2 separate regions of the Gossypium hirsutum genome follow, and region 1 is linked to region 2. Evidence: chromatin contacts called from public Hi-C data. All regions are on one chromosome and are shown on one strand. The core of a region is the stretch at or near the end of the contact, and the rest is flanking DNA. Distances in the headings are between cores, read along the strand shown. Region 1 holds the start of LOC121204538 (phospholipase D delta). Region 2 holds the start of LOC107917971 (ATP-dependent zinc metalloprotease FTSH, chloroplastic).

Region 1 (4,498 bases), core at 171-2,670, 790 kb before region 2:
TATAGCATGGACATGTAAATAAATTATGTTCATATTTTTTTGCCATACTTTTTTTTTAATAAATAAGTATATTATAATACTTTTAGTTTTTTACAACATGTAAATTATTTGTTGAAAAATATGAAACTGGCAATTTGGTGTTAGAGAGAGTATCCACTCCCTTGCCTATCAAATTTATGGACGAAAGTTTCCATATTTAGGGTGTTGACAATTTATTGAATTGTTTTATTGGGTTATATTGATTGTATGATTGATATTTAGCTATTATAGAAGATCATATTGCTTGGGAAATAGTATATAGGTGATTGAATTGATTCAAAATTACCAATGCAACTTTTGAATCATGGATTTTGGATTGGATGATGATTTTGTGAGATGAGCGGTCAAGAGTTCATATTTACATTATGTGTTATTATTTTAATCCATTTTTCTTATGGTATTGTTGTATTAATGGGATTAAATTAGATCTTCATTGTAAACAAGTCTCAAAATAAAGTCTGTACATTTAAGAGACTTGTCTAAATGAATGTAGACACTTGATATGTTATTGTGAGAATATTATTATAAGAGTAGTATTTTGATAGTAAACTTTTGTGTTGTGATTTTACTTGTTGGGTTCATAAAGTGTGAATATGGTGATGAGAGTATCATATTTTCAAAGTAAAAAAATGAAAAAAATTATTCCAGTGTATGTGATTAAGTAAGTTTATTTGTAATTGTTAAATAGAGTGTAAATTAGACTATACAACTATAAGAAAATTTGTGTGTTATTTATTTATTTAATGCTTCAAAGAGTGTTAGACCATCTTAGCCACTACCTTGTTTCAACATATTGGTTCTAAGCTATATTTATAAACAATGACATTAAGAATCAAAGATATATTTGGTTATATATAAATGGTGAAAGATAAAAAATATTGAGAGGTATGAATGATGTTTTATATGGATAGAATGATTACAAAATAAATTAGGGAGTTGAGATTAAGTGAAGCTGGAAAACAACCAACCAAAATCCCTGCCGTTCCCTTCCAAAACTTCGGATTGTTGTCAGCGCGCAGCTTATGATTTTAATAAAATTTCCATTGAATAAACTAATTAATCTTAAAGGACAATCTTAAGTGAAAAAAAAAAAAGACAAAAAAAATAATGAACAACTTCAAAAATTAGATCTAAAATTTGGTTTTGAAAACTTTTAGATCTCGATTGCAGAATCAAATAATTTTGGCATAAATGCTTGAATGAAGCATGGTGGTGCAGTGGCATGGGACCTTGAGAAACGTCCTGCCATCACGTGACTGACAACTACGCAACGTTCCAACCCCATCCTCACCAGTTGGTTTGAGCTTTTCATTCAACTTTCCCCTTTTGCTTCCTTTTTCGTTTCCCCTTTCAACCTTCCACTGAATCATGTTTTGTTTTAAAAGAAAAGTAAAAACAAGTAATGGTTATGACATGAGATCAAAATGGTGTAGCTTAAACCCCGGAAAATCCTGGCGTAAATAACTGTCACGTGTTTCTTAAAACACTACCTTTTTCCCAAGCATAAATAAGAAACATAACCCACATTAGCCAAAAAGAAACAAAACCGTAAACTTCTGGAATTCCGCTCCCTGTTACAGCCTTCGGTTTTGGCCGTTGGCTTTAGTCGGAGAAAACAAACTGGGATTCTGCTGTTTCGAAAATAACGTCCCTACACGGCAGTGAGTTTGTTGTTCTCCGGTTATTGCCAACACCAATATGAACACTAATAAATTACTAAAAACAAAAAACATTTTCAAGCTCCTTTAACCTACCTTGCCTACGTTTTACATTGCTATGTATCATCTTCATTTTTCTCATTGACCGTCTTTGAATAATTTTTCTTTATTTCTCCATTTGATTCAATGGGGGAAGATGTTTCGGATCCTGTTGTGTTTTTGCATGGCGACCTTGATTTGAAAATCATCGAAGCTCGATGTCTGCCAAACATGGATTTAATGGCGGAGCGTCTCCGTCGATGTTTCACGGTGTTTGACGTGTGCAAAGCCCCGTGTACTAGAGGAAAGAAGAAGAACCACCGCCACCATAATATCATCACCAGCGACCCTTACGTAACGGTTTGCCTAGCCGGTGCTACGGTGGCGCGCACGCGCGTGATTTCGAATTCCCAAAACCCGATTTGGAACGAGCGCTTCAAACTAGCCCTCGCCCACCCCACATCTCAAATCGAGTTTCACGTTAAGGATAATGACTTGTTCGGCGCTGATTTAATCGGAGTCGGAACGGTGCCTGCGGTTAAGGTTCTCTCCGGTGAAACCATTAGCGGTTGGTTCCCTATAATTGGTTCTTATGGAAAACCGCCTAAACCTGACTGCGGGGTTCACCTGGAAATGAGATTCATCAAATGCGAGGAAATGCCTTCATACAGATATGGGATGGCGGCAAACCCAACCGAATTCGGAATAAGAAACTGTTATTTCCCTGTCCGGCACGGGGGTTCCGTTACTTTATACCAAGACGCGCACATCCAGGAATCGATGGTGCCAGAGATTGAATTGGAGAATGGAACCGTGTTTAAGCACGAGTCGTGTTGGGAAGATATCTGTCACGCAATTTTAGAAGCGCATCATTTGGTTTACATAGCCGGATGGTCGATTTTTTCGCAGGTGAAGCTCGTAAGAGAGCCGACACGGCCATTGCCAAACGGTGGGAATTTGAGTTTAGGGGATTTGCTGAAGTACAAGTCCGAAGAAGGGGTTAGAGTTTTGCTGTTAGTCTGGGATGACAAGACTTCCCATAGCAAGTTCTTCATTAACACGGTACGGGTTTTCTTTTGAGATATCCTTGGCAAACTTATAATCTTTTATTTGTTGTTCGATTTTTCAACTATTTTTCTCGTCTTTGGCATTTACTGATGTTAGCTTTTGCAAAGTCTTCGTTTTTCTAGTGGAAATTTTGTACTAAGATTTCTTTGTTTCTAGATTCTGCATTAGGCTCTGTAAAGTTGCTGTGTCAAAGTCTTGTACTTCAGTTCAGTCTAAAGAAGAAAACTAGTCAATGATGTTTTTGGCTTTTGTTCAAAGTGCTAGCCTTTTGTTTTTCCTGACGTTGCCGGGCTGCTTCTAATAAAATCAATGCAACAGCTTGAGAAAGTGACGTTTTAGTTTAATATTAATGGAGATTCCTTTTGGGGACCAGGCTATATTGTAGTTTATGCTAGGTGTTCAAATTTTTTTTACTTTGAAAGTGTTTAAATTCAGGCAGGAGTGATGCAAACACATGATGAAGAAACCCGGAAGTTTTTCAAGCACTCATCGGTTTCATGTGTATTGTCGCCCCGTTATGCCAGCAGTAAACTTAGCATTTTCAAACAACAGGCATGCTTTATACACTCTAGTTATTCATATTGCACATTTTTCCATCAAAACTGCTGACTGCTAGATGGTGAATTAGCAATGCTAAGGATGTGGTGTGGCATGTAATCCAGGTTGTTGGAACCCTATTTACGCACCATCAGAAATGTGTGATTGTGGATTCTCAAGCATCTGGAAACAATAGAAAGATCACTGCTTTTGTTGGAGGTCTGGACCTTTGTGATGGTCGCTATGATACACCTGAACATAGACTGTTCCGGGATCTTGATACTGTATTTCAAAATGATTATCACAACCCAACATTTTCTGTGAGTATATCTTTTGTACGAGAATTTGATTTAATCTGCTAAATTGAATTTGGATATGCTTTTAATTAGCCATATAACCTTCAATTAGCATCAAGAATTTTTAGGTCATTGCTCTTACTGGTTTAAATATTTTATAATTTTTAGGCAGGAACCAAGGGCCCGAGGCAACCATGGCATGATTTACATTGTAAGGTTGAAGGGCCAGCTGCTTACGATATTCTTACCAATTTTGAGCAGCGCTGGAGGAAAGCTACAAAATGGTCGGAGTTTGGACTTAAATTCAAAAGGGTTTCTAGGTGGCATGATGATTCTTTAATAAAGTTAGAACGGATTTCTTGGATACTAAGCCCTTCCCCAAAAATTGCAAATGATGATCCTTCATTATGGGTTTCCAAGGAAGAAGATCCAGAGAACTGGCATACTCAGGTAAGTACCACATGCCTCTTGAAGCAAAGTACGTAAGTTTGATTTAACCTTTTGCTAAGGGGTTTTTTGAATTGGCAGGTTTTCCGCTCTATAGATTCAGGATCTGTGAAAGGGTTCCCGAAGAATGTGTTTGAAGCAGAATCTCAGGTTTTTATTTCTATTTCCTTTGTCTGTACTCTCTTTATGATTAAACCACAGTAAAACAATATTAATATTTTAACTCACTGTACTTCGTTTTCACTTAGGTCTTACTTTATCTTACTGCAGAATCTTGTTTGTGCAAAAAATCTGGTGATAGACAAGAGCATTCAGACAGCATATGTGCAGGCAATTAGAGCTGCTCAGCACTTCATATATATTGAGAACCAATATTTCATTGGATCGTCATATGGTTGGCCATCTTACAAAGAC
Region 2 (4,196 bases), core at 699-3,198:
AATTGGTTAAGGAATAAAATAATGAAATGCACGAGTGGCAAGCTATCATGGCTTCCTGGCAGTAGACAATCAACATTGTAATCTAATAATCATGAAGATTGCGCAGATCTCCATGTAACAATTAAACGATGTGGTGCCGCAATGGAATCTTTACAGCTCGTTATAGAGTTGAAGTACATGCGCATGGTTTTGATGAATAAGCACATACCATTAGCTGAGAGGTCATTGACTCGGTTTCTCACCAATCCATAAAACCCATGGTCATTTCAAGCGTGGCTGGGATTTTTAGCCCTTGTATGGGAATATTAATAATAAGAAAAAATCAGAAAAAGAGAGGCAATTGGAGATGAAAAATTTCCAATATATTGCTTTTCTTATGCTGTATATGTGTACAGTTGAGATCAAAATCATATGCTACAAAATTTTGTTGGTCATTAGTGGTTTAATATGTTGAGAAGGGAAACTCTGGTTTTCAATAGTTGTCTAAAGATGCACTCCAAATCCCCTTCTGTTTCTTTGATGGTAGCTTGAAATGCCTCAAGATCTTTCAATAATTTTTGCACTTGTTCAAGTTTGATGTCTTTGCTTGACTTCAAGAGACTCAACTCGACTTCTAGTTTCTCGGCTTCAGTAGCTTCCATTCGGTCGCACAAAGCACGCCTCGAGTGCAATAATTTTGAAACAATAGGCCAGCCGGTAGGCTTTGATCTTAGCTTTGGAAGCAAAAGAAAAGATAAGAGGGAATCAAACATTGAAAGGCTAATTTCCTCAGCTTCTCTTAGCATGTTCACCACACCCACCATTTCAGAATCATTGTCCAACACCACTGATTTACATTTCCGGTCCATTCCCTTCAAATTTCTGATCATTTTATTCATTTCTTTCCTGGTGTCCATATAAGCTCTGATTTCACCTTCCAAGCAGGATTCACGGCCAGTTCTTCGCCTGAGGGAGGATTCAAGTCCCTGCAAACCCTCCCTCATCCGAGACAAAACATCTCTAATGGTGCCACACACGTCCAATACTCTAATAGATCCATCCAACACATCCTCTAAATGTTCAATACAAAGAGCTCTGGGAAACTGTAATTGAAACAAATCATCAACTCGGTGGTACAATTCTTTTAAACCTCCCAATCTGTTGCTCATGGACGAGGATGTTTCTTGTTGTGATGCCCTCAATCTGGTTAACTGCTCCTCAACACTTACAACTAGTGGATGAGTATTGATTGGCAAACTGCTTGAACGAACATGGCCAGTTGAGGCAGCCATTTATGTGTTTCTTTTCTGTGCTTTGTAAACAACCCAAATTGATCTTATATATATACATATATATAAAGGAGAAAGGGATAAGTGTTAAACTCTATAATTCCAAGCTTGCATTGGCTGTCATGTCGTGAGTTCCGGGGCAGCTCTACAGCTTACTCAATTATGGATATAACGCGAGTGCTCCATGGCTGCAAGACATGAGGCGACCGGTAGAATTATGGTTTAACATTCATGAACCTTGAGGCATTTAAATAGAGAAGAAAAACCCAAATCATTAACTTAAATATAATGATGTAAGTTGGTAGGTGTGCAATTAGGCAAATGGTATATCAACTGGAAGTCCCAACAATTTCCTCAAAGAAATTAGAAAATAAATTACAAGGTATGTAAAGACAAAAAAAAGGCATTGAATTTTATGTGAGAGATAGAAGAGGTGAGGAAGAAGATATTTAAAACGGATGGACAAAAGGAGGAACACGTAGACGCAAGCCCAGCGACATCAAACTCCTTGGCGTTGCTTAAATTCAACTCTCTTACGCCTCCCAAATCACTAACTTCAACTTAGCCACACCATTTGAATTCTTCATTTCACACACCAACTCAACAATCAACCTATTAATACCCATACCATCCCATAGTAAGAGGATCTGATTGTCTCCCCTCTCATTTACCGCCATCAATGGCTAACTCTCTGCTCTCTTCTAACTTCTTTGGTACTCAACTTTTACTGTCTCCTCCAACACCAAAAACTACAAGAAAGTTGCAGGTTACTCAATCTATCCTCAACAAGAAACCCAACTCTAGCCACACTGTTAAAACCCTCCAATCTCATGCCACTCTTGCTGCCTTACTCTTCTCTGCCGTAGCCCCACAAGCACTAGCCGTTGACAACGCCCCACCCACTCCGCCACCTGTAATTGAAGCCCAGCCTACGAAGCCAAGCCCATCGAACCAGTCGCCCTTCTCCCAAAACCTCCTCTTAACTGCTCCCAAGCCTCAATCTCAATCCTCCGATCTTCCGGAGGGCAGCCAATGGAGGTACAGCGAATTCTTGAACGCAGTCAAGAAGGGGAAAGTGGAGAGAGTCAGGTTCAGCAAAGACGGTTCTGCCCTCCAACTCACCGCCGTTGATGGCCGTAGAGCCACCGTGATTGTCCCCAATGACCCTGACCTCATCGACATCTTAGCCATGAATGGCGTCGATATTTCGGTATCCGAGGGTGATTCCGGTAATGGGCTTTTCAATTTTATTGGGAATTTGCTTTTCCCTTTCCTTGCTTTCGCTGGATTGTTCTTCCTCTTCCGTCGGGCTCAAGGTGGTCCAGGTGGCCCCGGTGGGCTTGGCGGACCCATGGATTTTGGACGATCCAAATCCAAGTTCCAGGAAGTGCCAGAGACTGGTGTTACCTTCTCCGACGTAGCGGGAGCTGACCAGGCAAAATTAGAACTCCAAGAGGTTGTCGATTTCTTGAAGAACCCAGACAAGTACACAGCTTTAGGAGCTAAAATCCCGAAAGGTTGTTTATTGGTTGGACCTCCTGGTACTGGAAAGACTCTATTGGCGAGAGCAGTAGCGGGAGAAGCCGGGGTTCCGTTTTTCTCATGCGCTGCTTCTGAGTTTGTGGAGTTGTTCGTTGGAGTAGGTGCATCCAGAGTAAGGGACTTATTCGATAAGGCCAAATCCAAGGCTCCTTGCATCGTCTTCATTGATGAGATTGATGCTGTTGGGAGACAGAGAGGAGCTGGTCTTGGAGGAGGAAATGATGAGAGAGAGCAGACAATCAATCAGTTGTTGACTGAGATGGATGGATTTTCAGGGAATTCTGGTGTCATTGTTTTGGCAGCAACCAACAGACCGGATGTTCTTGATGCCGCTTTGTTGCGACCGGGTAGGTTTGACCGGCAGGTTACCGTTGATAGGCCTGATGTTGCTGGGAGAGTGAAGATTCTCCAGGTTAGTCATTTATCAACACATTGCTTACTTGATTATTTCAATGCATTTGGCATATTGTGGGGAATATGAATGCTTGCACTTGGAAAGTAGTGTTAAGAGTTGTTATGTCATGGTGAAATTTCAATTCTCTTTCAATTAGAAATTTAGTGAAATAATTTGTCATTAGCTTGCAACTTCATTGTCAACCTTTGCTTGGCCCTTTGTTGTTCTAAACTTCTAGTGCCTTCAATCCTATTAAGCTTTCCCGTACTTCATTGTAGGTGCACTCCAGAGGAAAGGCACTTGCAAAGGATGTTGATTTTGAAAAGATCTCTAGGAGGACCCCAGGTTTCACCGGAGCTGATTTACAGAACCTGATGAATGAAGCTGCCATTCTTGCGGCCAGGCGCGACCTCAAGGAGATAAGCAAAGATGAAATATCTGATGCTCTGGAGAGGATCATTGCTGGACCAGAGAAGAAAAATGCTGTTGTCTCTGATGAGAAGAAGAAATTGGTTGCCTATCATGGTATGCATTTGTTCCCTGGTTATTGCTTTAGCTATGATTTGATGCTGGGTATTTGACTTGCTTTATGCACTTCGGTTTGCAGAGGCTGGCCATGCTTTAGTTGGTGCACTTATGCCTGAATATGATCCTGTAGCTAAGATTTCTATCATTCCTCGTGGTCAAGCTGGTGGCCTTACCTTTTTTGCTCCGAGTGAAGAGAGGCTTGAATCTGGTCTCTACAGTCGAAGTTACTTAGAGAACCAGATGGCTGTTGCACTTGGTGGAAGGTCAGTTTCTCAAGTTCTATTTGTCTTAAAAATTTTGTGTGAGGCAAATGCCCAACCTTAATCGTAAGCCCCTTTTAGTGTTGGATGAGATAGAATGGAATCTGCCACCATAGGTAGAAAGCGAGAACATCTAGCGGCATCTTTCTACTCAAATCATCTTAAGGAGTTTTCTCCTCATTACTTGTGCAGGATTGCCGAAGA

The links. A called contact is a pair of places that touch in the nucleus more often than the background predicts.
Region 1: a Hi-C map of leaf shows a contact between it and region 2, with 2.1 times the contacts expected there. The contact joins the promoter of LOC121204538 here to the promoter of LOC107917971 in region 2. A contact is called at or near these places in 2 of 34 Hi-C or Micro-C datasets (both in leaf).

The regions. Positions count from the first base shown.
Region 1 is chrA01:21,224,315-21,228,812 of Gossypium_hirsutum_v2.1, reverse strand. It overlaps LOC121204538 (phospholipase D delta), which reads left to right and starts at 1,420. Exons shown (of 10, transcript XM_041074556.1): 1 at 1,420-2,798; 2 at 3,240-3,356; 3 at 3,467-3,661; 4 at 3,806-4,087; 5 at 4,166-4,234; 6 at 4,355-4,498. The coding sequence starts at 1,884.
Region 2 is chrA01:20,436,293-20,440,488 of Gossypium_hirsutum_v2.1, reverse strand. LOC107917971 (ATP-dependent zinc metalloprotease FTSH, chloroplastic) reads left to right here and starts at 1,948. Exons shown (of 5, transcript XM_016847427.2): 1 at 1,948-3,222; 2 at 3,483-3,729; 3 at 3,812-3,995; 4 at 4,185-4,196. The coding sequence starts at 1,948. It overlaps LOC107917375, which reads right to left and starts at 1,271. Exons shown (of 1, transcript XM_016846733.2): 1 at 1-1,271. The coding sequence starts at 1,271. The coding sequence ends at 435.